7 separate regions of the Mus musculus genome follow, and regions 1, 2, 3, 4, 5 and 7 are each linked to region 6. The links are chromatin contacts, called in public ChIA-PET, HiCAR-type, HiChIP or PLAC-seq and promoter capture Hi-C maps. All regions are on one chromosome and are shown on one strand. Each heading gives the region's core, a stretch centred on a gene start, on an enhancer-like site or on the middle of the called end of the contact. The rest is flanking DNA. Distances are from core to core; before and after follow the strand shown.

Region 1 (3,897 bases), core at 481-2,980, 870 kb after region 6:
AATGATTAGCTGACTCGTTCAACAGCATGGGTGGAATCTGAACATAGTTCTCTCTGATCTTCAGCCACCACACTGGTTCTCTTTGGGAAGGAATAGTGCATCTCCTGAAAAGCTATTGTGTCATTTGCTAAGTATGGAAAAAGACCCTAGTCAGCTAAAAGTCTCCAAAGATACTACCGGAGCAGTGTATCCTTGCCCAGGCTCATGCAGAGCTGATTGCAGGAGACCACGAGGCTAGTGATCCGCTCCGAGGGGGTGAAGTCAACCCGCTGCTTGGTGAAGATGGGCACCTCCTTCTCCAGGTGGGCACTTACATACCCTATAGGTGGGGAAGACAAGAGAAAAAGGCGTCCAGAGGGGGGTGAGGCACCCAGAAACCCAGAGAAACCCCAGTGTTAGCTGATACTTCTGCTTCCCAAGTATATTCCTACCCACAGGGTCTTGGTTCATAAAGAGTTCAACATGAAATAGTTTTCTGGTTGTCTTTATTGGAAGGGTCCTGGGCTCTTCCCACACTTGTGACAGTAGTAAGGGATTGGTTCTCTGTGCCTGAGATGAGGTTGTATCATGATATGCACGTTCCCAGTGGTAACGGGGGTGGGGGGAGACAGTACAGGGAGGATGGTTTTGGCATTCTCCCTTATGGTCTTTGGCCAAGAGAAACTAAAGTCCCTTCCTTGCTGTCCACACAGTATGGTTCAGTGAGTCTCCATTGTATGTAGAGAGTTCTGGGAACCCAGTCCTATCAGTCCAGTTCATAGGCTACAGTTGCTTTCTCGATAGTCCGCTGCAATATCATCATAGTGTGGGTAACCCTGCGCTGCTCTCCTACACTCTAAACTGCAGCCAGCTTTACCCCGGGACAATCATCTCCATTGTTCCTGTTCAGTAACAAAATTCCCTTTTGGATCGACCCTCCTTCACTTATAACATTCACGTTCCACCAAGTTCAGTGCTCATTCTGCCTCCTCTGCTACCTCAAGATGAAGTCTGGTGGGAACGAACACATACACAGACTCCAAAAGCTTTAAAAAAAATCCATAGAACAAGACACAGAAGCCTGGAACCTATATTCAGTTCTCCCAACTGCAGCCTATAGACAAAAGTAACAAGTACTTCCTTATCTGAGCCCAAGTTCCCTCTTTTGAAGGACCTTTGAGTTAAGGCCTAGATCACGAGGCTGTTCCTGTGGCTCTTTCAAACTTCGACCAATGACAAGCTGGGCAAGACAAGAAAGGCCTGGGGCTTAGATCCTAAACACACGCTGCAAGCTCTAGAGCTTCTCTCCCCCGTAAATGCTACCATAACAGAAAGGGGCAGAGGCGGCCTCTTCTAACTTACCAGAATGGGGGATGCCCACGCTAGGGCAACCAGTCTGCAAGACGGCCGAGCGGGACAATGAGTCCTCGTACTCATCCAGGATGGACGCCATGGCAATCAAGTTCTGGATCTCTGATCTGGGGGCTGGGGGTCACAACTGGGACCCCGGTCGTCCTGGATTTGCAAGTTGTGCTTCCCCAGCGTCTGACAGATCCTGAGAACCTTTTAAAAATTCTGGGGCCCTTTTCGCTTTCTCTGTGAAGGACGAGACGATCGAGGAGCCCCAACTAGTCCATGGCGCAGCTTTGCACCCCAGCTCCAGTCCCAAGAGATTATAGGCTCCCCTTAGCAGATCCCAGGTAATCACAACCTCGCCCAGGCAGCTCAGCTGACTCCCGCCCCCGTGACGCGTGCTTATGACGTGCTTCCGGGTTTTTCAGCCGCGAGTGTTAACTGGAGTCCTGGGCACCTGAGCCTCCACAAGGAGGCGTTGTCGGAGACTCGGCGCGGCGGGGGAGGAGCGCTTGCGGGCCACCCTGCTGCTGCAGTTCCTCATGTTGGCGCTAGGAGGCAGCCCGGGATTTCCCAGCGGCGTCCAGTAACAGGCTTGCGCGGATCCTAGGCTTCCGCAGCTCAGACTTCACTCCCTCAGACTGTCACTGAAAGGCCGGCGGTGCTCCTCCATCTGTCACACTACCTCCTGTTCCTCAATCGAATTGCTGCCTCAGTCCACCTTCACAGGCACAGGCAGAACAGTCTGAGTGTCCCTTCTTTCACCCCAGGGCCCCCTAGCTTCCAGAGGAAGTAGCTGAATGGGTCACAAGTGTGGCTCAGTGGTGCATAAGCACCTTGCCCAGCGGGTATAAGACCTGGATTTTTTTTTTTTTTCCTTACACCGCAAAAAGAAAACCATACAAAATTTAATCTCCAGCAGTGGGAAGGCTGAGGCAGGAGGATTACTAAGGACTGGGCTACAGACCCCCAGAAAACAAAACAGAAAGAAATTGACAACGCAATGGCCAGGTTAAGTAAGCTGCCTCATAGTAGCTCCTTAGTGTAGGGGGAGAGGCAAGGGTCACCGGGAAAACTGAAGCAGGCTACTTCCAGGCACTCTATACGTTGAGTGATGTTGACTGTCCTTGTCTAGCATGTGGGAAGCCTTAGGATCAAGCCCTAGTATCAGAAAAAGAAAAGGGGGTTATATATAGTCTTCAGGAAAGTCACGAGCGAAACCCTATAAGCCGTGTAATGGGGTGGAGAGGAAGCGGGGCTGGCCTTGGGCAGACTGTGGAAGCTATCGTGTGATCCACTGGAGGCTATAACTGGGGATAAGATCTGATGTTGGTACTGGGAAGCAGGTGTTTGAAAAGGACATGAGACCTGAGGCAGAAGACAGGCCTTATGTATCCATCCGGGAGAGAGAGAGCTGGGAAGTGGGAGACCATCTCAGAGGAAGGCACCAGAGACCTAGTGACAGGTTAGGTATGGCAGGCAGATGAAGGAGAGTGTGGGGACAGCTGGAGACCTGGCTGGTGGGAACAGAGGAGGAGCCAAATGAGAGGGGGTGGAGGTCACATGACTGAGCTCAGGGCACTGCTAGGGAACTTACTGGGGAACCCCAGCTTTACCTGTAACCTGCTCCAGGGCAGTCACCAATAACTAACTAGTGAATGTTTATTAGACATTTGCATAAACGAACTCTCTCATGGCTCAGTTTCTACATTTATAAAATGAGAAAAAAAAAATCTCTTAACGGTGTGCGGACAGTCGGATGTTATACAAATCACTGAGTGGTGAGTTTGTGTTTAAATATTACTAGTATTTAATAGCGGATTGTTGACTAAATTAAGATCCAGACCCGAAGAATCAAACCCAGCGCCTCACAGATACTGTGTGAGTGCTACATCGTGGGCTCCATCCTCAGCCTTGGATTTGCTGTTGAATTGAAAAGGTTTAGATTTTAATGAAATTGGAGACTATGGATCTAGCTTACTTGGCAGACAAGAGGGTTTGTTTAGTTTCATAGGATGAGGCCCTCAGCACAGCACAGAACTAGGTATGGTGACTATGGTCCCAGCAGTCAGGAAGTGGGAATAGGAGGGTTAGAATCTCAAGGTCAAAATTATAAAAGAAGCCGGGCAGTGGTGGGGCACGCCTTTAATCCCAGCACTCAGGAGGCAGAGGCAGGTGGATTTCTGAGTTCGAGGCCAGCCTGGTCTACAGAGTCAGTTCCAGGACAGCCAGGGCTACACAGAGAAACCCTGTCTCGGAAAAAAAAAAAAACAATAAATAAATATAGATAATAAATAAATAAATAAATAAATAAATAAATAAATAAATAAATAAAATTATAAGAGAATAAGAGAGAGCAGTGGGGGGGGCATGTTATAGTAGCATACATACTAAAAGATTGAAACAATACAGAGAAGGTTAGCATAGGCCCCTGTGCTTGGAAATTCTTGAAGCATTCAATTTTAAGAAAGAAAAAGAAAAAGGAAGGAAGGAAGAAAGGAAGGAAGGAAGGAAGGAAGAAAGAAAGAAAGAAAGAAAGAAAGAAAGAAAGAAAGAAAGAAAGAA
Region 2 (3,912 bases), core at 1,267-3,766, 990 kb before region 6:
TCACCATCAGGATGTCCTCAGCACTAGTAGTAAGCTGATGTATAACTTGGAACATCTGGAAACATCTACAAATGAAAAAAAAAATGTCTTAACACACTTCCCTCATCAAAACCTGTTACTCAAGAAAAACCCTCAGAATGGAATTAATTAGTAAATTTGAGGTTAATAGTAAGTATATATTTAAATTTACAAAGAACTATAGGATACACCTTTTTTCAAAATTACATTGATCTAGAAAGACAATTTAATAGCTAAAATAAGATATTACTTATTTATATTGAAAAGTATGAAACAGCCATTCCTATTCTTTAATCCTGCCAGGACTAGCAAATAGAGAAAAATCAATCTGTCTTTATTTTCAAATCTAAGGAACAACTCAATATGACAAACAATATAAATCATTAAACATACTGTCAGTCTGACAGTTGGAAAAGCACTGTGAGTTAGGTTATATATTTTATGCCAGATGTCTACCCTATCTAAGTATTAAAATCTGATTCTTATATATTATAATCCCAAAATACAGCCACAAAAAATTCCCACAACCTCCCAAACTCACTCTTGTAAAGTCCTTTTCTTCCCCTTGTCAATCATGGTCATGTGACCATGAACGTTAAGATGTGGCTTCTTGGCTATCAGTTTCTTCATGGTACTGGAACTAATGGAGCCATTCAAGTGGGCATGGAGCTCCTAACACAAGAGGACAATCAGTTCACAAGAGTCCACGAGATCCAGAGCCCCATACATCAGGCCCTGGTGGCCTGGTTCCTAGTTGTAGTTTATACTAGGCCAGCTACTTGGTTCAGCTATACCCACTCTACAATTTCTACCCATAAGCTTTACTTCTCTTTTGTGGAAAACAATACAAAAGCCATTATACAGTAACAAGAACTCTGTAGTTAATTCTTACCACTTTTGGTAATTGCAGATAAAAGTCTGTCTTCCCAGGCCACTGCTGTCCGGCCTCCATCACTTCAGTAGAAGGAAAAGTTTCTCTTTGCTCTTATTCTCGGCTTGGACGATAAACTTATCAAAGTGGGAATCTCTGAGGTGCTGGACTTCCTTCAGATTGCCATTTTAAACAAGACTTGCACTATGTGTGGCTCTGGGATCACTTTCACCTACAATAACAAATGTAACTATTTTCAGATCTAACATGCAAACAGAAACACAGTCACTGCTGATATCTTCTTTTTACACCTCCCAAGCCCCCTCAACCCCCTGCTCCCACTAACTTAAGTTAAGCAAAGCTAACTTAGGTGTGTCTGCAATGGGGAAATGACTAGTAAAAAAAAAAAAGAACAAGAAAAAAAAAAACACCCGAAAACTAAAAATCCAGCGTTCGTCTGTCCCTTTAACTCTGGGCTCCTTTAATCTACTGCGTAGGTCAGGTTAGCTTACACATGTAGCACGAATTTGCTTTTACAAGAAAACATGTTATTTCATATTTACGTCGCACAAACACTTTCCTTAAATGGGTTGGGTCTGTCAGGCGAAAATCCTGTCTCTGGATGGAGGGTAGTATTTGCTGCCTCCTGTCTCTGATCCTTCTGGTCGACTAGATGCCTTTATTAACATATCTTGCACGCACTGAATCATTCTGCCACACAATCTGCTCTTCTAAGACCACTAACGAGTTCCTAACCCTAAAACATTTTCCAATAACCAAATCTTCATAGAAAATTTTTCTTGATCCAGTTGGACTCCAGAACTCATACTCTCAGCCGTTACATACTACTGCTCTGAGTTAACCATTCTTCAAGTCTTTCTATTTCCTTTCCTAATCCAAGCAGACACTAAATTAGTAAATGATGAAGTTTCTACGCATCTCTGGGAGTGCTTTCTTACTGGTATCTCCTAAGCATCAAATGTAGAAACTTTAAAAGTCCAACCTGGGTTGCTTCCTTTAAACAACAACGCCACAGGGAATAATCACATCTCTTCTATAGCGATTTTCAGCAGACATACTCAATACCACATACGAATCACAGAATCTTGGAAGTGGAGGGGAGTGTCATTTTTACATGCTGAATACTTACTCACTGTAGACCTAGCACAGAATTTAGACTACATGAGAATAAACAGCACGTACAGGGGCAGTGGGTTAATAATAATCAGTAATTATCCGTAAAGGTCTCTTTCTTCACTTTCCATATGGCCTAATTTAAGATCTAAATGAGTTCTCCCTCGCAACGAGAACACTCAATAAAGGAGCAACTGTTACTTTTGTGCAAGGACCAATCTACTCTGGATTGCTTAAGATCCGAGGTGCTGGTCCTCTTTTGCCGGACCAAACCGGTATCAGGTCGTCAGCCTCCGATTCACCTAAAAATGTTCTCAAATAAGAGGATCTACACAAGTTTTTTTTTTCCCTGCAGAAAATGCCTGTACAAAGAGGTAACTTGAGCTCTCCAAGCGCTAGCTGTTACCGAAGCAGCTGGCGTGTTCCCAGGAAAACGTAATTTGGAAAGGGGGGGTGGGGGGGGGGAAGGTCAAAAAACCTCTCGCGGGTTTTGGCAGAGAGCGGTCTTCTCGGAAGTGACGCACCCAGAAGCGGATGAGCGGGAGCTCGGTAAGTGTTCTGTGTGCAGTATTGCTGAGCACCTTCTCGTCATGGGCCCGCGAGGCCGCCAGCGCCGGGCGGGAACGGTCCAGAGCACCAACGACAGCAGCTCCCTCAGCAAACGATCGCTTGCCGCACACGGATACGTGCGCGACCCCTTTGCGGCGCTGCTGGTCCCGGGACCCGTGCGGCGCACGCCGCTTATCCACCGCGGCTATTACGTGCGCGCGCGCGCCGTGCGTCACTGCGTGCGCGCCTTCCTCGAACTCACTAGCGCGCTCCCGTCCCGGACCAGAGCCCAGATCCTGTCCTTGGGCTCAGGCTCCGACTCGCTTTATTTTCGTCTGAAAGCGGCGGGCCTCCTGGCCCGAGCTGCCGTCTGGGAGGTGGACTTCCCGGACGTGTCTCGGCTCAAGGCGGAGAGGATCGAGGAGACCCCGGAGCTGCGTGCGCAGACCGGTCCTTTCAAGATCGGGGACTCGGCGTCATCTCTGTGCTTCGAGAGCGCGGACTACCGCATCCTGGGCGCGGACCTGCGGGAGCTCCAGCGATTAGGAGAGGCCCTGGATGGCGCCGGCCTGGACGCCACCTCTCCCACGCTGCTCCTGGCCGAGGCGGTGCTGACCTACTTGGAGCCCTCCAGTGCCACAGCCCTCATTGCCTGGGCCGCCCAGCGTTTCCCCGACGCCCTTTTCGTGATCTATGAGCAGATGCAGCCGGGGGATGCCTTTGGGCAGATCATGCTGCAGCACTTTCAGCGGTTGCATTCACCCTTGCATGGCCTGGAGCTGTTTCCCGTCGTGAAGGCCCAGCGCCAGCGCTTCCTTCAAGCTGGCTGGACTGCCTGCAGCGCCCTGGACCTGAACGAGTTCTATCGCCGCCTTCTCTCGGCAGAAGAGCGCCAGCGGGTTGAGACGCTTGAACCCTTTGATGAATATGAGGAGTGGCATCTGAAGTGTTCACATTATTTCATCCTGGCAGCATCTAGGGGAGACATTCTGTCAGAAACTCCAGTGTTTGAGCCCTCAGAGGCTTCTTTTCAGATAGATCCTGCCTCGCCTTCAGGGTTTCTTTCTGCCAGAGTAGTCACTAGTGACCACCAGCACTCAAGCCTGAAGCGATATGGCCACGCCTCTGCCCTCTTGAGCCCTGGCGTTATTTTCAGTGCAGGAGGCTTTGGAGAACAAGAGGGACGACACTGCCGAGTGAGCAGGTTTCACGTGCTCTCCAGATCCTGTGACTCGGAATGGGAAGGCTGCCAAATAAGTACCTTGGGGACTGAAGGCCAGTGGGATGGACGCCTTTATCACACCATGACAAGGCTTTCTGATACTCGGGTTCTGGTTCTT
Region 3 (3,936 bases), core at 770-3,269, 700 kb before region 6:
AGGAAAAGGAGAGGGTTATTCAGTGTATTGTTTATTTCATGCTGGAGCAAAGGGGAAAATAACTATTGTAAAGTGAATTATGTCTTATATGAAGTCTACCTGGTATAAAACTGAATCTTACTGACTACTTTGTAAGATTTTTCTTAAGTCTGAGTTTTGTTCCTTCATGTATCCAGAGTATCCGCACACCTGAGTCAGTCTTCTATTTCACCTTTATTTCCCCAAATCTCTTTTCTTTTCTTTTTTTATTTTAAAGCAGGGTTTCTCTGTGTAGCCCTGGTTGTCCTGGAACTCTCTCTGTAGACCAGGGTGACCTCAAACTCACAGAGAAACGCCTGCCTCTGTCTCCTGAGTGCTGGGACTAAAGGTGTGCACCATCACTGCCTATTTTCCCAAATCTTTCTGTATTAGTAGTTATCGCCACACAATCAACCAGTGTTGAAGATAATAGTAAACATTTATTTTTGATACTGCAGATTAAACCTTAAACATTTATTGTATCATATTTTTGTGGGGCTGAATGTGGGGAATGGCTTAGCTAGCTGATTCCGGCTTGGCTTATTTTACAAGGTGATTGTCAAGATGCCAGCTGGAAGCTGTAATTGCAGCATGCCCAAGACTGAGGCAGGAAGATCAAAAAACTGAGGCTATTCAGGGCTTCATGGGGGCTACAGCCTATCTTTAAAAGAAAACAATGAAGATTCCACAATGAAACCCATTTGTATCTTAACCTAATTTTTAAATTCTACCTGTTTTTGTAGCACATGTCTGTATTGAATAATGGGGGAAAAAAGCATTTTCCAACTTTCATCAATAGAAACAAAACAATCTGGCAACGCCTTCATGTTTGAATAGAACAAGATGACCTCACCATCAGTTGTCTTTTGTTTTGGTTTCTGTCCAAGAGTCTGCACATGACAGGCAGTAAGGATGTCTCCTGCTTGTAAAGGAATATAAAGAGGATGGTAGTTCCTTAACAGTAAGAACACTTTTGTCACCTAAGAAAATATTTGAAAGTAAAAGTGAACCTTTGAGCCGGGTGTGGTGGCGCACGCCTTTAATCCCAGCACTCGGGAAGCAGAGGCAGGCAGATTTCTGAGTTCGAGGCCAGCCTGGTCTACAGAGTGAGTTCCAGGACAGCCAGGGATATACAGAGAAACCTTGTCTCGAAAAACAAAAACAAAAACAAAAACAAAAACAAAAAGTGAACCTTTACAATTCATACCATTGCATCCTCTCTGTTCCTGGCAAACTCGTGGCAGTCATTGCAATTGTTAAGGAAAAAAGAACGTTGGGCATACAATATGGAATAGGTCCGCAGTTTGGTTTTGACATCAGTTTTGTGATCTTGGTAAAGTTTATTCTTAATTTTTAATGTCTATATAATGGATAGTAAAGAAAGAAGAGGGACTTACTCTTAGGTTTTGTTTTGTTTTTTTTCACCAAAGAGCTTGGCACATTCAACATGAAATACGTCTCCCATACAGCCTCGGTGTCCCACCCTTCATAGTTAGTCTTTGTGTGTCTTGAGCCACTCCTGCAAACTCCAAGCTTAGAGTCCCAGACTGGTCCACATGAAAGTTGTTCATTGTCTTTATCAAAAAGCCAATGAAATCTTTTTTCGTGGGTTGTGAATGGGCACTCCCTCGCCAGGCTGACATCTTTGTAACTCCTTTCTTTTCTCCCAATACCTTCGGGTTTCCCGGCCCTAGTTAGCAGCTTAGGTTAGGGGACAGCGCCCATTTCCCAGATCCTGGCAGCTCTAGGTCTGAGCAGGCGAGTAGACCTTAAGCAATGACCCGGCCTCACGATTCTCGACGCGACCGCCTCAGTGACAAAGCATTACCAATTTTCTTCCAAAGGGCCCAACTCTGTGGCCATAAGCACGCTGAGCTAGGAGAACACCTACTGAAGTCGGCTCTCAGAAGCACTGCGCCTTACATCTCTCCTCAGGACAGGCCGGCCGTTGCAGCGGAGGCTGGAACTACGAGTCCCAGAATTCCCAAGCACACGCGCACTGTCATTGTGATGCTCCTTTCCCGGTAACTCGCCCTCTCAGGCAAACCTGAAGATAGCGGCAATTCTCCGGTGGGGGGCGGAGACACTCTCGGCCCAATTCTCCGCCCCCTTCCTGATAGGCAATGGGACTAGCCAACCGACGCCACAGGCTGGGAACGTGCTCTCCAATCAGCACCCGCGGCGGAGAGGTGGGCGGTGCGCGCTGGCAGGGCGGGTGGGCTAGGCTGTGCGGCTTGCGGGGGGGAGAGTAACGTCGGGCCGGGTCAGCGGGCGCTGCAGTAGTCGCCGCAGCGGCGATGGGAGCGGTAGGGACGAGGAGGCGGCGGCGGCAGGAGGAGGAGGAGGAGCAGGGGCTGGCACGAGAGCAGCGGCCCGGGACAATCCGCAGCAATACCCGCAGCCGCTGCCGCCGCCTTTAGACGCGGACGGCATCCGAAGGGACCGCCGGCCGTCTAAGCCGCGCTCCGGTCCCGCCGCAGTGGGCGGCGGGGGATGGGCAGGCGGTGGCGGGCCCGCCTGCTGAGCGGTGACTCCTGCCGGTGCGGACCCTGAGCTAGACCCTCGTCCTCCGTCAGAGATCCTGCGTCCGCCGCGGCCCAGGTAGGACACACCCCCGAGCCCCAGGGCGTCTCCAAGAAGCTTCCCTGCGCCCGCCTCATCCCTCGTTCAGCTCAACCGAGGCGTGGAGGGGAGACTGCCCGAGACCCCTGGGTTTCTTATGCCCACGCCCTGAGGCGACGCCAGACCCAAATTGATCCTCATCCCACAGATCTTTCTGGTTCTGCCCCATTTCCCCGGAGGCTTTGGGTGCCTTCCCTGAACTTGGAGGTTCATGAAGCTGCTTCGTCTGTTTCTGTGGGTGACCCATATATCACTTGTACTCATGACTCTTCTGGCTACCAGGACCGAGCAGAGAGGAGTCTTTTGAAATTATGAGCGTTTCATTCTATCTTGCTTTTCCCACTGTAATGGAAGAGTGACGGGACTACCGAATCTCATTTGTGTGGTAACAAGGAAGGCCGGGACTTTGTAGTATTGAAGTAATGACCAGAGGGATTTGCTTTGACAAAGATGATGCTGTTGATACGCGGGGATGCCAAAAGAGGGACAAAAGAGCCTACATATACGCACTGTCGAGTCAGAGAAGTAAATAATCATGGGGATGCTAGGATACCTGATCCTTAAATGAAGTTCATTTTGTTTCAGTTGTGGCGCTGCCTTAGAGGTAAAAATGACATTGAGTTGTACTTTGCTTTGGATTAAAGTTGATAGGCTTCTCTCCCCTAGCTTTGGAAGCTGTCCTTTAACATTTAAAGAAGACAATTCTATTTTAACCTGTATATGATGGGAAGATGTTATTTAGTAGAATTGAATGTGTGTGAGAGAGTGTATTGTGAATGGACTCAAACTCTCAAATACAAGGAGGATTCAGGCTGTGTTTTGTTTCAGTGTTTGGTTTTGAGCCATTAATAGTTGCAGTGACATTAAACATGGACTTGCCAGGATAGACTGCAAAGATGTATCTGTTTTCTTTCAGCAAAGTGGACTAGAATAACATTCATTTAAGGAGTAAAAAAAATGAGGATTTTTTAAAAAGTATTGAGTGGGTTGAATACTTTTTACTTTTTATGTTGCGATTTTAAAGAAGCTGCAATGGTGACAGATATAACAGTATGCCATCTTGGAGAATCTATCCTGATGAGGATTATGATCTATTAAAAATTAAAGCATAATGAAAGAACTCTTTAACGCAGAAGCTTATATTTCCTGTATGATGAATTTTTATAGACACCAGAAAGGATGTTTGAAGCATGACTACAAAGGAAGGTTTCTCTAATAGTTTAACTTTATAATGGAGTGTTAGAAACTGATTTTCCTCTTTCAGTTTTGGACACATAAGAGACATTAAGGCTCATA
Region 4 (3,929 bases), core at 1,060-3,559, 680 kb after region 6:
TAAAATATCACCCACCATTTGTAGTTTTCTGTTTATAATCAGGAACACATTGATAAAACTTGTTTATCACTTGTGTGTGGTGAAGATTCTCAGGATTGCTATCTAGACAGCACTAGCAGATCTGATAATCTGCCAAAATATTTGGATCAACTAGAGATTTTTGATTAGCTTTCAATGCTTTTGAGTCTGCAATTTAGCAGCTCCCCACCCCTTCAAAGTCTTATGAAGTACTTCTCAAGGGTCAATTCAGAGCCAGTCACGTAAGATTTACTGTAGGGACAGATCCATTTGTGTCTAGTCTATTAGGATTTACTGGTCACACTAGATGGGGCCTTTGGGTTTCAGCTCTAAGGATAGTGTTCAGGAGTGCTAGAATATCAGCCCAAATGAGGTGCTGGGTAAGTGAAATGGAGGCAAACACAGTTCTCATCTGGGATCGATTATCTTGACAGGGCTAGTACTGTTACAATGAAACTGATCAGAAGTGGAACAGAGAGAACACATCCATGTAATTCCATTTTGGTTTTTTCCTTCGTGGGTACTGGTGGCACCTTGCCCAACTGGGCAGCTGATATGTGGGGGAGCGTATCCGGACAATTTTTCCGAATTGTCCTCCCTGAAGCCAAGCTCGTGGTGAGGGAACCATTTTTGAGCATTTGCGATTCCTTCCAATTTTGAAGTAGGGCAACATCAGGCTTTATGCCTCTCGAAACAGGATCTCTGCATCAGTACTGAGCAGGCTATTTTGGCAAAATAACACAAGGCTTTCTGGAGTTCTTCTTTCCACTTGTCTTCTCTCTTTAAAAAAAGATGGGCTTCTTTCTACTTGCTTTGATTCTTGCAGAATTATTTTTGTAATTTAAAAAGATCGCCTGTGTGTATATATATCACACGCACACGCCACAGCATGTATGTGGTGGTCTGAGGACAGTAAGCAGGAGTCAGCTCTCTACTTGTACCATGTGGGTTCTGGTCTGGTTATCAGAATTGGTGACAAGTGACTGTGTCTGCTGAGCTGTCTAGCCAGACCCTCTTATAAAGTGTTACTGTTAAACTTTGTGAACATTTAAGGTCTTGTTTACGGACACTTTTTCTCCTGAACTTAAAGCATATCGAGGCCAAGAAACATTAAAAAAAAAAAAAAAAAAAAAAAAAGAGCCGGGCGTGGCAGCGCACGCCTTTAGTCCCAGCAAGCGGATTTCTGAGTTCGAGGCCAGCCTGGTCTACAAAGTGCGGTTCCAGGACAGCCAGGGCTACACAGAAAAACCCTGTCTCGAAAAACAAACAAACAAAAAAAAACAAGACATTTTTTAAATAATCATTTTCTAGACTTTAATTTTAAGCAGTTCAGTTCCAAAGGATGCAACTTGGACCCAACTGGAGTTGCACAAGGCACAGTACAGGCAAAACAGATAATATTAAACAAGCGATTCTTGCAGAAAACGAAAGGGTGAAGTCCAACAATTCTATATACGTCTTGGAAACGAGTGGATTAAGTGCAGAAGACTGCATGATGGCGCACACTGTAACCTCAGTCCTCGGGAGGCTGAGGCAGGAGACATCCCCCGAGCTTGACGCTAGCTAGCCTGGGCTATTAACCAAACCCAGACAAAATAACCATGAAACAACCGCCCCGCCCCGCCCCGCCCGCCCCAGCTCTGCGGTTGCTCGAGTGTGGGCAGGGCGACTCACCCCACTGGGGAAATGGAAAGTGCATGGAAGGTGAAAGCGCCTTCGTGCCAACGGTCTCGGGCCGAAGGGGGACAGTGTCGTCAGGAAGACGACCAGGAGACGTCTCCAAGTTGGCTCTTACAAGGATCCATCCCCGCCCGAGCTGGCCTCGGGGTAGGCCAGCACTACCTGGAGAAAACTTCCAGCGACAACGCCAAGCAGTCCCTCCCACCTGCAGGACCAAAATGAGTCCCTGGTTTTTGGGCGGTTTCCATTGACGTTACTTCCGGAAAAGTAACCTTTCTGTGGCAGTTGCAGGGCCGCTGAGCTCTCGCGACATCTCCTCCCGCGAGATCTGCTTGCTCACTCTAGCGATGACATCCTCCTCCTCCTCCCCGTCGCCTTTCGGCAATCTTCGCCAGTCCCAGCCCCGACCAATCTGCACTCAGATAGTATAGATGAGGGTCTCCCCCAGAACCCCGGTCCGCGCGGGGCGTCGGGCGGCGGCAGCGGGGTACAAGCTGCACGAGGCCGCCCGTAGCGGCACGGTCGGCGGACACGGGCTAGCGACTAGCAGTGGGCGTGGGCGGGGCAGGGCTAAGCCGGCCGAGTACCTGCTCGATTGTTCTGGCCTGGCTATGGCGCCTCTCCTCCCCCCCGCCATGGCTCCCCGTGTCCCTGCTCCGCTCCTCTCAGTGAGTGAAAGTGGCCGCCGCCGCCGCCGGCCCAGCGCCCGCAGCCGCCTCAGCGCCGCCGCCATCTTGGGGTCCCAGGAGCCGCCGAGGGAGCGAGCTAGGAGCGTTCCCGTCCAACGCAGTCACCGTCCCTCGGCCTCCGAGAGCGAAGCGCGGCTCCACAGTCGGCGGGGCGACCCCCCCCTCCGGACCCCGCCCGCCCCCCGCCCCCCCTCCGCCGCCGCCGCGGCGGCGGGGCCCCTCGGCCCGAGGTGAGGTTGAGAAGACGTGGGCGGGTGGACGGAGGGGGTGTCGTGTAGGCCCCTGTGCGCCCCTCTCTGCGGGCGACGACTGGGCCGCTTCTTAAAGGGGCCGTCGCCCCCGGCCCTGGGGTTTGTTGGGGTTAGAGAGGATGGGTGTGGACACTCCCCATAGGGTTGGGACCTCAGAGACCTGGGCCTCGGCTCTCCTGTCGTGTATCTCTGGCTCTCCGGGGTTATGGGTGACCTCGGCCACCCGAGGAAGCCCGTGGAGCACCCACACGTGGGGAGTGTTAGGCCAGGTGCACGTGGGACCCGGTGGGGCGGTGTCGCTCTAACACGTGTGTGGGTTTGGGAGTGGGGAGGGGCAGGGCGGAGGCTTGTCGGGCTGGACCAGGAACCGGACGAGGGTTCTACCTGTCAATTCAAACGAATGAGATCTATGGACTGGATAGAGTATCAGTTTAATGGGGAGCGAGCCACGGTTACGGGCGAATGATGCAAGTTGCTAGTTGGTGTTAGACGGGGACAGGCTAACACGTGCACAGACTTAGAAATGTGTCTGTGACAGCACTTCTGGGTTTTCGAGGCGTTTGCAGTGCGTCTCAGCAAGTGTCATCTTACTTTGACAATTCCTTCTTGAGCTTGCTGATGAAAAGTACTACTTCCGTAATCACGGAGGATGGAAGCCCCCTACAGTTTAGAAGTTGGATATTGCCGAAGAAGGCGTTTAACTATTTTAGTTCAGAACCAACTGTGCTCAGGACTCTTTGATTTACATTCTTGTACTTCTTAGGACTCGGGAAGGAATTTGGAGGTTGAACTCCTTAAAACATCGCTGATGATCAGCTTAGTTTTCCCAGTTAGTGATCCATGATTTACATCCCTAATTTTCACTGTGGGTTATTGATGCTTCCTTTCTTCCGGTCGTGTCTTTTTTTTTTTTTTTTTTTTTCTTTTTCCTGTTTGTTTTTTGTTTTTGGCCTGGATGGCCGGGAACTTGATATCCTCCTGCCTTAGCGTCCATGGTGCTAAGATTATAACTGCACTTCCATCTCTGGCTTTTTTTTTTTTCCCCCGAAGGAGTAACATCTTTATCAGATATGATTGCAGCTCAAGTGAATCAGGCACAGTTCAGAAAATTTCAGTATTTGCAGACTGTACACCTATCACCACCATTTAACATTGACTTTAAAAGAAGGTCTAGAAGTTTCTTAAACGTCACTTTTTCCTCTTCCCACAACATTTGGTAACAATCTATTTTCTGTCTTAGATTTTTTTTTTTAAATGAGACAGGGTCTCATAATGTAGGTCTGGATGTCCT
Region 5 (3,586 bases), core at 976-3,475, 950 kb after region 6:
AGGTGGGCATTCTCTCTGCCCTGCACCCATTTGCTCTGGAGACTGGAAGGAGAGATGTGGTAGTGGTGTCCTTGTTTCTTCCCAGCCCCACTTGTCTTCTTCTCAGCACTTACTTCTTATAGTTCTGAGGTGGTGACCACTTGGAAGCATTGTCAGAAGACCCTCTGGAGAAAGGACATCAGAGGACAATGGTGTCAGAAGTCCTGCCCTCCTTCCCATTGGTAATTTCTACCCCAAATACTTCCCAGGCAGACCTCTGGCCAGGGCGCACAAGGCCACAAGGCCTGACCAGATGCTTATTGTCATGTCTGTCTGAACCCTTGTCAGAGCCCATCTCTCACCTGGTCAGGATTGTGTGGCACTGCTTGCAGACTTTCTGTTGTGTGTTGCCAGCCCGGGGTACCAGAGCGCTGAAGCTAAGACAGCCGTTACAGAAGGCTCGGCCACAATTCTTACAGCCATACTATAAGAAACAGGAAGCAGGAGGAAGCATGTCTCACCCAGCCCCGATGGCTCTTCTCTGAGACCCTCTAAGCACTCACAGAAAGAAGGAAGTGAAGTTGTGACCAGATTTTGAAGGAAGGAGGAAGAGTGGTATCCCTAGGGTTCTGGCCGAGATGGGTTCAGCAATTCCTTGTTTCCGGAGTCTTATTCAAATTAGATAAAACTTCAGGCAAAATTCACATGCTTTCTACCATTTTCAATTTCTTACCATGGGGGTGTAGTGCAAAGACAAACAAGGCCCAGTGTGTCAGGTCCCTGGCTTGTCAACAAAAAGAATCAGAGTTGGGTGCAGATCCCGTGCTTTCTCTGTTCTGGTAGAGATGGTGGGAGGTTCGCCTCAGGATAGGGTTGTAACAATAGCTTCAATTATTAAGTACTTAGTGTGTGCCAGGCACTAAGCCTGCACCTTAAAATTCATCATTTGTTATAACCATCATCACTTACATACGTCATCATATTTGATCCTGATGCCCACCAGTATTATCTCTATTTTAACAGGGGCCAGTGAAATTACATGACCGTTCAATTAGATCATTCTTTGAATAAGACAGGGCAGCTGAAATTTGAACTCTGACACCAAAATTGATATGTAAGTGCTCCAATCCTATACACCATGAATTCGTCCCATTTACTTCCCTTGCAGCTCACAAGGGGAATGTGGTTGAGAAGAAGGCTTTTTCATTGTGCCCTGGGGAGAAAAGGGCAAGCTGTGGACGGGGCAGGTTTCAGAACAGAGAGCAACCGGCATGCATGGGATGACTTTAAAGACAGAGATGGAGAGAAGGGGAGTGGATAGAATGTAGGTGGAGATTTAAAAAAAAAGTGTAGCTTTTGGAAACTTTACAATTTCTAGGGTCTTTTCAGCTACAGCACCTCACCGAAGCTACTTTACATTTTCTTAATTTACATTATTTCTTTGTGAGTGTATGCGTGCAGACATATGCATATCATGGCATGTGTGTGGAGATCAGAGAATAACTTTCAGGAGTTCTCTCCTTCCACCATGTGGGTCCTGGGGTTCGAACTAAGGTCATCGGGATTTGCAGGAAGTGCTTTTACCTCACTGAACCTCATCAGACCATCATCTTAACCCGGAAACGGGTGGGCATCCGACCCACTTTACAGAGAGGTTAACCGGGTTACTTCATCAAAACCACACAACTGAAAAGAAGCCGTCAAACGGTCTTTAGCCTGCAACTCCCTTCCCTTCGCCCCGCGTCCTCCCTTGGCCCTTCGGCTTTCTGGGAGTACACTCGCCTCCTTCTTGAAGAGGGTGAACTTGACAGCACAGCCGTAGCACCTGCTCTCCATAGCAGTTCTCGGCGCTGCAGAATTGGTAGGTTAGCCTCTCACCAGCGCAGGGTAGGCCTCTCAGACCCTCAGGTTGTGCAGCCCAGTCCCACACGCCCATCGGCGCTGTCCAGGGGCGGCCCAGCGCGGAGAATTCTGACTTTGCACTCACCAAGGCGGGGCGGCAGCGGAGTGGGGCATGCTGGGAGTCGTAGTTCATTCTCCGCAGCGCGCTCCTCCACAGCCAGTCAGACGAGAATCGGAAGGCATCATCCCAGGAGGCTTAGCGCGCTTTTGGGCCGGCTCGGAGCGAGTAAGCCCCGCGCCCACGCACACGCTCAGACTCCTGGGAGTTGTAGTATCAATTCAAGTTTGGACTAGAACCATGGCGGTGACCAAAGAGCTCTTACAAATGGATCTGTACGCGCTGCTCGGCATTGAGGAGAAGGCGGCAGACAAAGAGGTGAGAACTTGATAGGCAAAGCAGTTCTTCGGTCCTCGCGTCAGGGCGCGCGCCTGGCTCCGGCTTTCTATGCTCCGCCCTATCCTGGACCCGGAGCGAGGGACGGCCAATGACTAAAAAGGGGGCCTCCGGGCACTTCCTGAAAGGCTTGAGGACTGGGTTAGGGAGGGAGGCATTGAGAACTCTGAACTGTGTGACCGTGCTGTCCCTTCTGCCACACTGTTTGGAGGCCGGTTGAACCTGAGAGCCCAGGCCTGCTTTTTTGCGCCTGCGCAGCATCAGTTTGTACGCTGAACGTTTTACCTGTCTGTCTGGAGGTGTTTGGTTTTAGTCTGTTTTAACTTCAGGGGGATCCTAGGAAGAAAAGTCTCTAGGCTCTAACTCCTCCCCTCAGCCCCTCTTCTTTTTCTGGATTTGACGTTGAGGCCTAGAACCTAGAGGCCTCAGTTTTCTTTTCCTCTTTTTAAGTATCAGATGTTCCAATGTTGTCAGTGCGTGCTGCTTAGCGGGTTAAACAAGAGGATCAGAAGGTTAAAGCAGGTGGTGTGGGGGTCCACTTATCTCAAGTGCTGTACTTAAGGTTTCTGTTATTTACTCTTAGATTGTGGTGGCAATAGTGACAGTACACGCAGGGGAGTTCATTGGATAAAAAGTAATGCCCACCGGGCTGGGCATAGTGATCCAAGCCTGTAATGCACTTGGGCGCTGGAGGGAGGAGAATCAGGAATTTAAGGTCAACTTCAGTTTCTTGTGGAGTTTAAGGTCAGCTGTCTTAACGTGTTTAAGGTGGGGGGGGGGAAGAGATCCTTTTTATTTATTTATTTTTTCGAGACAGGGTTTCTCTGTATAGCCCTGGCAGTCCTGGAACTCACTTTATAGACCAGGCTGGCCTCGAACTCAGAAATCCGCCTGCCTCTGCCTCCCCAGTACTGGGATTAAAGGCATGCACCACCACCGCCCAGCAAGAGATCTTATCAATGCTCTTATACTTCTGGACTGCTTGTCCAATGCTTGAGTGTCAGAAAGAGTGCTCTGGGGCAGAAAATCAGGGTGATTGGATTCTTCAGTAAAGTTGTGGTCATCCTGCTCAGAAAGCTTCCTGAAGATTTGGCTGAAGTCAAAAATGGATGTAGAAATAAATACTCGTAAAGCACAGGCTTTCTCTTTGCAGCCCTGGCTGTCCTGGAACTCACTCTGTAGACCAGGCTGACCTGGAACTCAGAAATCCACCTGCCTCTGCCTCCCAAGTGCTGGGATTAAAGGTGTGCGCCACCAATGCCCGGCTCTCTCTCTCGCTCTCTCTCTCTCTCTCTCTCTCTCTCTCTCTCT
Region 6 (3,546 bases), core at 172-2,671:
AGAGGCAGAGAGGCAGAGAGGCAGAGAGGCAGAGAGGCAGAGAGGCAGAGAAGCAGAGAGGCAGAGAGAGAGAGAGACAGAGAGAGAGGGGCAGAGAGAGAGGGGCAGAGAGAGAGAGAGAGGGGCAGAGAGAGAGGCAGAGAGAGAGAGGCAGAGAGAGAGAGAGGCAGAGAGAGACAGAGAGGCAGAGAGAGAGAGAGAGGCAGAGAGAGAGAGGCAGAGAGAGACAGAGAGGCAGAGAGAGACAGAGAGGCAGAGAAAGACAGAGAGGCAGAGAGAGACAGAGAGGCAGAGAGGCAGAGAGGCAGAGAGGCAGAGGCAGAGGCACAGGCACAGGCAGGCCGATTTCTGAGTTCGAGGCCAGCCTGGTCTACAGATGAGTTCCAGGACAGCCATGGCTACACAGAGAAACCCTGTCTTGAAAAATCAAAATAAAAGTAAAATAAAATAAAATAAAATAAAAATAAACAAATAAATAAAAAACCCAAACCAAACCAAACCCCACCACCACCACCACCAACAACAAAACCACCCTTGCTGCACTGGCAACACCTGAACGATCTTTAAAATGCAATTTTACAACTACTTGCTGAATCAGCTCTGCATTTCCACCAAGTTCAAGAAGTCATTCCCACACAATCTTTCTCCAAACTTTATGCAGACAAGAATCATCTGCAGGCATTTGTTGAGCTGCATCTCTCAACATTTTATTTGGTGGGTCTGTATCAAGAACTAGAGACCTGCATTTTAACAAGCCTCTTGGGTTATTCCTATGCAGCTGGCCTCATTGGCCACACTGAAAATGCGCTAACACTATTTCTCGCTTAGGATACACAGGTGATGGTCAATTATTTCTACTAGTGTCTAGCAGAAAGAGGCCTTTAATTGATCCAGAGTTGAATGGAGGCAGAAGTGTCTGCGCAAATAGATTGAAGTCCATTTTCTCTCCAATTTTTGCCAATTATATCGGTGAGCCTGAGTATCTTCGACAGTAGTAAACAGGGCAATAACCTGCCCCAGGAAAAGGAACTTGTCTGTCAACTTTCTGAGTTTTCTGTCCCCAGTATCCACGTCCGGAGACTTGGGATGAGTCGAGTTCCAGGAGGACAGCCTCCGGTGGTTCATTCTTGCCAGCTCAGACTTGCCCGGAAGCCAACGCCACCTGGCCAGAAGGATGTACCCGGGTAGACGCGCCTGTGTCACCCCGCCTGGACTACACCCTCTCCGGGATCAGCCCTCTAGACCGATGCCGTCATCAATAATTCAAGGATCGCCTTTCCATTGGCTAGAGCTTCCACCCAGTCGCTGGCAAACGCCCAATGAGGAAGGACCTGAGATCGCTGCTGAATAATGAGCGCGCGCCCGTGACGCAGCGGCTGATGATTGGTCGTTGCGGCAGGGGGCGGACCCAGGAGCGGGCGGCGGCGAGAGCTACTGTCGGGCACAGAGAGCGAGCGACGCGGGTTCTGGGGTTCTTACTGAAGTGCGGCGGCGGCGGCGGCAAGTTGTGGGGCGGCAGCATGTTCAGCTGGATGGGGCGGCAGGCTGGCGGGCGCGAGCGCTCGGGCGGCATGGACGCGGTGCAGACGGTGACGGGCGGCCTGCGCTCTCTGTACCAGCGCAAGGTGCTGCCGCTGGAGGAGGCGTACCGCTTCCACGAGTTTCACTCGCCAGCGCTGGAGGACGCCGACTTCGAAAACAAGCCCATGATCCTGCTGGTGGGCCAGTACAGCACGGGCAAGACCACGTTCATCAGGTAATTTGCCTCGTCGGCTCGCTACCCCTCCGCTAGCGCACGGCCTGCCCTCAGGTTACACTCCGAGCTTGGTGGCCCGTCGCCTTCCCGGGTCCCGTTTCCCAAGGCTCCCTCCCCTGAGACCGGCCCCCAGCGCGCTGCGAGCCCCTTCCTTGCTGTTGCCAAGGCCTTCCTTGAGCCTGTCACCCTGGCCTGGGAGTGCAGGAAAGGGAGAGAAGGCAAGGCTCATCATTAGTGCAACCTAGTGCTGAAAGTGATAATGAAGGAATGCGGCTCCTAGGTGGAGAGGTAACCTTCCAGCACAGTGAGAATGAATGAACGAACGAACGAATGAATGAATGAGTGAATGCCACAGTAGGAGTATTGCCATGCCCTAGGTGCCACGTTCCGCCACAGCGGCGGGGCTGCTATCATCCAGCTTTATGGTCTATAGGAAGTTAGCCTACAGTGTAGCTGCCTCACCAGCCTGTGGACTGAAGGGGAGTGTCAGGTTACTGTTTGCTAGTTTCCATTTCTTCACCCTTGACAAACTGAAAATATTTGTCACGGTCACTCTGTCTCCGGAAGCAATAACCGGCTTGCCCTGCAGTTCCAACCACACAGCTTCCTCTAGAGTGACTCGATGAGAAATAATTTACAATGAAACGGACTGCTTTTTAAATGAGGCGTCTATTTCCCTATCTTTGGGAAGAATCGACGTTCAAATCCTTATCAGACGAAGCAAAGTGACTGAACATTTAAGATCTGGATCCTGAGTTTTGGAATTAGAACACTCATCATCATTTGATGTTCAACAGGTGTTCAGAAAACTGCATCTGTCTTGGGGACATGCCATTTCTTTTAGGTATGACCTCCTTTTTTTCCCCTCCTGTGACCTAAAGAGTTCCAAAAAAATAGAAAAGTTGTCACTACAAGAAATATGTTAAATCCAGGCCTGTAGATACACTGTGAATGAACTCAACAAAGGCAATACACTGTAGTTTGAAATGTGAACGAAGAGAGGGGGAAAATAATGTTGAAATTATTTCATGTAATGCTTTTAAATTAGCTGAAAACAGTGTTGAATATGTTAACTCAGAAATGAACCTAGAAATATTACAGTAACTGACAGATGCAAAGGGCTAGTTGAGATGGTGCTTGCCTGTAATCCAAGGACTGGGGAAGCTGGATCATGGTTATTTTGCCTTCCAGGCCAGCCTGGGCTACATAACGCAATCTAGGATAACCCTGACTAGACAACAAAAGACCGTCTTCAAAACAACAGCAATAAGAACAGCAACAAAACCTAGGAAACAAAAACAAAATAAATGGCAAGCAGGTGGTACATTAAGGTCTTGGTAGTCGCAGTTGTGAATTATCAGGATAATATTACAGGAGTGAAGAGAGAACTTTTAAGCTTAGAGCAATAAGAGTATAGCATTTTAAAATGTACTGGTGGCAGATACACAGCAGTCCCACCATTTCCTCCTGTACGTGCCATGGGCCTCACGGTACCTATGCATAATTAGGGAGCCTTTCTTGATTCTGTACTGACCTAGCCTGAAGACAGTGCATTCCTCTGACTGTAGCCTGACTCGTAAACAAGCCTCAGGTAGGAGAGTACAACGCAATTCTCAGGAAGGTGGAGCAATCCTCTTTCCCCGCCTCATATTATTTTGTTATATTCTCATTCTTCTGTGCTTCAGTTTTGAGAAGCTTTGTGGGAGAGGGCTAAAAGGCAGGTTCTGAGATTTGACTCATGGCTCTACTTCTTTTTTTTTTTTTTTTTTTTTTTGGTTTTTCGAGACAGG
Region 7 (3,622 bases), core at 112-2,611, 1.0 Mb after region 6:
CAGCAACCACATGGTGGCTCACAACCATCCATAATGAAATCTGATGCCCTCTTCTGGAGTAGCTGAGGACAGCTACAGTGTACTTACATATAATAAATAAATAAATCTTAGAGAGAGAGAGAGAGAGAGAGAGAGAGAGAGAGAGAGAGAGAGAGTTAGTTCTAAAGCAGCCAGCACCATACAGAAAAACCCCATCTCAACAAACAAACCAACCAACCCAAAACAAAAACTCAAACCAAGAAACAAAAAAGACAGTGGAGGGCTGGAGAGATGGCTCAGTGGTTAAGAGCACTGACTGCTTTTCCAGATGTCCTGAGTTCAATACCCAGCAACCACATGGTGGCTCACCACAACCATCTGTGATGGATTTTGATCCCCTCTTCTGGTGCTGTCTGAAGACATCTAGAGTGTACTCATATACATAAAATAAATAAATAAATCTTTGAAAAAAAAAGAGACAGTGGGATTATCTAAGTCCTCTAAAACCTGTGTCTATCTTAAAATGGTGAGATACTTTATATTATATTCATTTATATATGAATACATTTGGAGGCAGACAAATCTGTAGTCTTGAATTTGGAAGGCCAAAGCAGAAGGCCAGAGACGCCAAAGCTTGGCTTTATGACAAAGACCATATCCCAGCTTTTGGCAGAGTTGGGGTTCAGAAGGCTCACAAGATCGAGGTCTCTCTGTGCTACAGAGCGAATTCAAAGCTAACTTCAGCAACTTGAGGTCTGGTCTCAAAATTTAAAAGTCCCCCCTCCTCAAAATAAAAAAAAAAAAGTTTGATGATGTGGTTCAGTGGCACAGCACTTGCCAGTCTGGGCTATATAGTGATCCCCTGACTTAATAAAGCAGCAACATACAAAGCAAAGATAGCAGAAATGGTATGTATCAGACCCAGTTTCTCTGTGGAGCCCTGGCTGTCCTGAAGCTTGCTCTGTAGACTATACAGTCCTGATTAGATTCGAACTCGCAATGATCCTCCTGGTCCAGGGGCCCTGGCTTGAAGAGGATTTTTGAAAACTTGTAGGAGTCCCAGCGATGTAGGGACATCTTATCGATAACCAACAACTTACTCCAATTTCATCTAGCAGTGGCGCTGTTGTTTGGGGTTTGACTGGAAAAATCGGTAAACGACTCAGCTGAAAATAAAGCCAGTGTTAAGAAGAGGTGGGGGTGGTGGCATCTTCCAGGTATAAGCAGCGTGAGATTTGCGGAGCACATTCTGGCCGTAGCACCGGGTAAAGTCCACCCAGAGGCTCGGACACTAGACAGCCCAACCCACCTTCGCGGCCCCGGTAACCGCACAGCGTCCATTCGCCGATGTAGCCCCGCCCACAGAACCCGGGTGGGAGGCAGAGCCTCGTGCGTCATCTCCACGCGCGTCTCACCGTGCGCGGAGCAGGTGGCGCGGATTAAGGACGTCAAAATCATTGACAGAGTGAAAGCGCGGTGCCTGCTGCTGCCATGGTGGCTGGTGGCTGGGTAAGGGTCTGAGTTGGTCTCCTGCGGGCCCAGCGTGGCTTCGGGGGGCGCCGGAAGGCCGAGAGTGTGCAGCCGGCTGCGAGGTTGTCACGTACAGGGTGTTGGGAGGCCAGGGGCGCGGAAGCCGGACTGCACTGGGCAGGGGCGCGTTGGACCGGCGCTGCTGCCTCTTGGCAGGGCGTCCGTCTGCGCCGGGGGCTGCGGCACCCGCGGGCTGGACCTGGGTGAGCCGGGGGCTGCGGCACCGTCCGGCCGGACCTGGGTGAGGCCGTGGCTAACGGGTTCTGCCTCGGGGGTGGAGGGCCGGCCTCATGACTCTCTCTCGGTTCGCTCCTGTTTCTTACGCGGGCTGCAGGTACACTATGTCTAGACTGGGGGCCCTGGGCGGCTCCCGCGCCGGGTTGGGACTGTTACTTGGTACTGCCGCCGGCCTTGGATTCCTGTGCGTCCTTTACAGCCAGCGATGGAAACGGACCCAGCGCCATGGCCGGAGTCACAGTCTGCCCAACTCCCTGGACTATGCGCAGGCTTCAGAGCGTGGACGCCAGGGTAAGAGCACAGGTCATAACTTACTGATGGCACTGGGGCTCGGGCTGTCTTTCGCAGAGCAGGATGGCGGGGCAGTGGAAAGGCTGAGTTTCACAGTTTTAGGAAAAACTCACCAAAAAGGAAAGCTGTGCCCTTTCCTCCGATTCCAGGAAAGCTTGGTGCAGGACTGTAGCTTTCACTTTTAGTTCTGGTCGCGCCCATGAATGTGTACGGAGGGCATTTGAGAAGTGCTGGGTGAGGGGTGTGTTTGACAGAGGAAGAGTCTGAAAGAAGGAAAAAGAAATAATCTCATTGGAATTAAAAGTTCTGGTGGCGTGAATATATGTATCCAGATATGAAGTCGTGTTTGGAGAGTAATCCAAGTTTGAAAAATCCCTTTTATGAAGAAAGATTCATAGGGATTGTGTAACTTTCTCGAGGTTGTTACAGAGTAAGAGGTAAAGCTGGACCCAGTCGTCTGGTCCAGTGGACTTTCCACAGCACAGGCTGAGAGCACATTCATGCAACTCAAGCCAAATGGTTGAAAGCCAGCAGTGACAGATGAAATGGATTTCGTTTTGTAAAAAGTCTTCAGGTTAAGTCATTTAAGCAGAGCAGCTGGGGCTTTGAATCGCTCCCCTTATTTGGGTGACAGAGGCTCGTGTAGCCCCCCTCGTTCCGTGCTGATTGGAAATGTTTTCTGTGACCACTGCACTCATATATCTTCTGATTCAGTGCTAACTGGGAATGTGAGTTCTGCAAGAGTGTCTGCGCACTTATCACCCTAGGTTGCAGCTGTCAGCGTCTGATAACATAGTGGTAACGTGGCAGGGCCAGTGACCTGGCTTTCTCCTCACTTGTACTTTGCTCATTTGTTATGTTTTAGCAGTTGTCTGGCCTCCCATGAGGATGGGAGAAAGCCTACGCATTCTAGTTATCTTCCTTGGTGTACCCTGGCACTGCTGGCCTAGATTTCCTCTAACGAGGGATGTATGCATGTCTGCTCCATGGGGCCTGCCGTCTTCCATATTGTATATTCTAGTCCAGTTGCTTTAAATGTCTACCAAGTTCCTAATTCATTCACGCTCAGTTCAGGGTGAGAGGATTCAGCTTGGTAACTATTTTCTTACGGAGCTTGGCCAGTTTTTTTCCATGGACCTTTTCTTGGTGACTGTTCATTTTCTTTTTGCTCTGCTCTGATGAGATTAATTATGGCCTCAAGAGAGGCAGTTACTATTCACTCAGAGATCAGGATTTGAACAAACCCAGTTTTTGTTTTACTGGGTAGTTGGTGTTGACTACCTGGTATTTAGCACTATAAGGCCAGAGACTTTTTTTTTCCTTTTTGTATTTTTGAGACAGGGCTTAGGTCATATAGCTTAGGTTAGCCTCGAATACTGTCTAGCTGAAGCTAGTCTTAAACTCCTTACCCTCCTGCCACCACCTCTGAGGCTATCACTCCTGGCCAAAGGTTTTCTTTGACTATAGCAGAGCAGCTGCCCTGCCTTGTAGGTACCACACCCTTGCAGGCATTGTACACTACCTGCTGTGTTCTAAAGGTTCTTCAAGTAGTGTTTCTTTAGAGACTGTGACCTTAGAGGTTGTG

The links. Promoter capture Hi-C pulls out the DNA fragments that hold promoters and counts their contacts. ChIA-PET counts read pairs in DNA pulled down with a chosen protein or histone mark. HiCAR-type assays count read pairs that join an accessible place to other places. HiChIP or PLAC-seq counts read pairs in DNA pulled down with a chosen protein or histone mark.
Region 1: a contact with region 6 is called in a FOXA1 HiChIP or PLAC-seq map of pancreatic cancer cells. The contact joins the promoter of Vps18 here to the promoter of Ehd4 in region 6. A contact is called at or near these places in 2 of 39 promoter capture datasets (liver and pre-B cells), 1 of 484 Hi-C or Micro-C datasets (pro-B cells) and 2 of 115 datasets of contacts at active chromatin or transcription factors (embryonic stem cells and pancreatic cancer cells).
Region 2: a HiCAR-type map of astrocytes shows a contact between it and region 6, with 3 times the contacts expected there. The contact joins the promoter of Lcmt2 here to the promoter of Ehd4 in region 6. A contact is called at or near these places in 1 of 39 promoter capture datasets (liver), 1 of 484 Hi-C or Micro-C datasets (CD4 T cells) and 3 of 115 datasets of contacts at active chromatin or transcription factors (astrocytes, bone marrow-derived macrophages and embryonic stem cells).
Region 3: a contact with region 6 is called in a promoter capture Hi-C map of pre-B cells, with 3 times the contacts expected there. The contact joins the promoter of AV039307 here to the promoter of Ehd4 in region 6. A contact is called at or near these places in 1 of 39 promoter capture datasets (pre-B cells) and 1 of 115 datasets of contacts at active chromatin or transcription factors (bone marrow-derived macrophages).
Region 4: a contact with region 6 is called in an RNA polymerase II ChIA-PET map of memory CD8 T cells, with 5 read pairs. The contact joins the promoter of Ino80 here to the promoter of Ehd4 in region 6. A contact is called at or near these places in 2 of 115 datasets of contacts at active chromatin or transcription factors (double positive thymocytes and memory CD8 T cells).
Region 5: a promoter capture Hi-C map of erythroid cells shows a contact between it and region 6, with 2.7 times the contacts expected there. The contact joins the promoter of Zfyve19 here to the promoter of Ehd4 in region 6. A contact is called at or near these places in 2 of 39 promoter capture datasets (erythroid cells and liver).
Region 7: a contact with region 6 is called in a FOXA1 HiChIP or PLAC-seq map of pancreatic cancer cells. The contact joins the promoter of Rmdn3 here to the promoter of Ehd4 in region 6. A contact is called at or near these places in 1 of 39 promoter capture datasets (cranial neural crest), 1 of 484 Hi-C or Micro-C datasets (B cells) and 1 of 115 datasets of contacts at active chromatin or transcription factors (pancreatic cancer cells).

Annotation. Positions count from the first base shown.
Region 1 is chr2:119,286,575-119,290,471 of GRCm38.p6, reverse strand. Vps18 (VPS18 CORVET/HOPS core subunit) reads right to left here and starts at 1,730. Exons shown (of 5, transcript NM_172269.3): 1 at 1,342-1,730; 2 at 178-319. The coding sequence starts at 1,432.
Region 2 is chr2:121,139,302-121,143,213 of GRCm38.p6, reverse strand. It overlaps Lcmt2 (leucine carboxyl methyltransferase 2), which reads left to right and starts at 2,516. Exons shown (of 1, transcript NM_177846.3): 1 at 2,516-3,912. The coding sequence starts at 2,614. Adal (adenosine deaminase-like) reads right to left here and starts at 1,121. Exons shown (of 10, transcript NM_029475.2): 1 at 911-1,121; 2 at 560-690; 3 at 5-65. The coding sequence starts at 970.
Region 3 is chr2:120,848,739-120,852,674 of GRCm38.p6, reverse strand. AV039307 (expressed sequence AV039307) reads right to left here and starts at 2,019. Exons shown (of 4, transcript NR_038350.1): 1 at 1,910-2,019. Ttbk2 (tau tubulin kinase 2) reads left to right here and starts at 2,257. Exons shown (of 16, transcript NM_001024856.2): 1 at 2,257-2,619.
Region 4 is chr2:119,476,067-119,479,995 of GRCm38.p6, reverse strand. Ino80 (INO80 complex subunit) reads left to right here and starts at 2,309. Exons shown (of 36, transcript NM_026574.4): 1 at 2,309-2,617.
Region 5 is chr2:119,207,359-119,210,944 of GRCm38.p6, reverse strand. It overlaps Zfyve19 (zinc finger, FYVE domain containing 19), which reads right to left and starts at 2,225. Exons shown (of 11, transcript NM_028054.3): 1 at 1,762-2,225; 2 at 342-463; 3 at 114-164. The coding sequence starts at 1,815. Dnajc17 (DnaJ heat shock protein family (Hsp40) member C17) reads left to right here and starts at 2,150. Exons shown (of 11, transcript NM_139139.2): 1 at 2,150-2,257. The coding sequence starts at 2,180.
Region 6 is chr2:120,152,450-120,155,995 of GRCm38.p6, reverse strand. Ehd4 (EH-domain containing 4) reads left to right here and starts at 1,421. Exons shown (of 6, transcript NM_133838.4): 1 at 1,421-1,756. The coding sequence starts at 1,521.
Region 7 is chr2:119,154,773-119,158,394 of GRCm38.p6, reverse strand. Rmdn3 (regulator of microtubule dynamics 3) reads left to right here and starts at 1,361. Exons shown (of 13, transcript NM_001033136.3): 1 at 1,361-1,488; 2 at 1,844-2,037. The coding sequence starts at 1,851.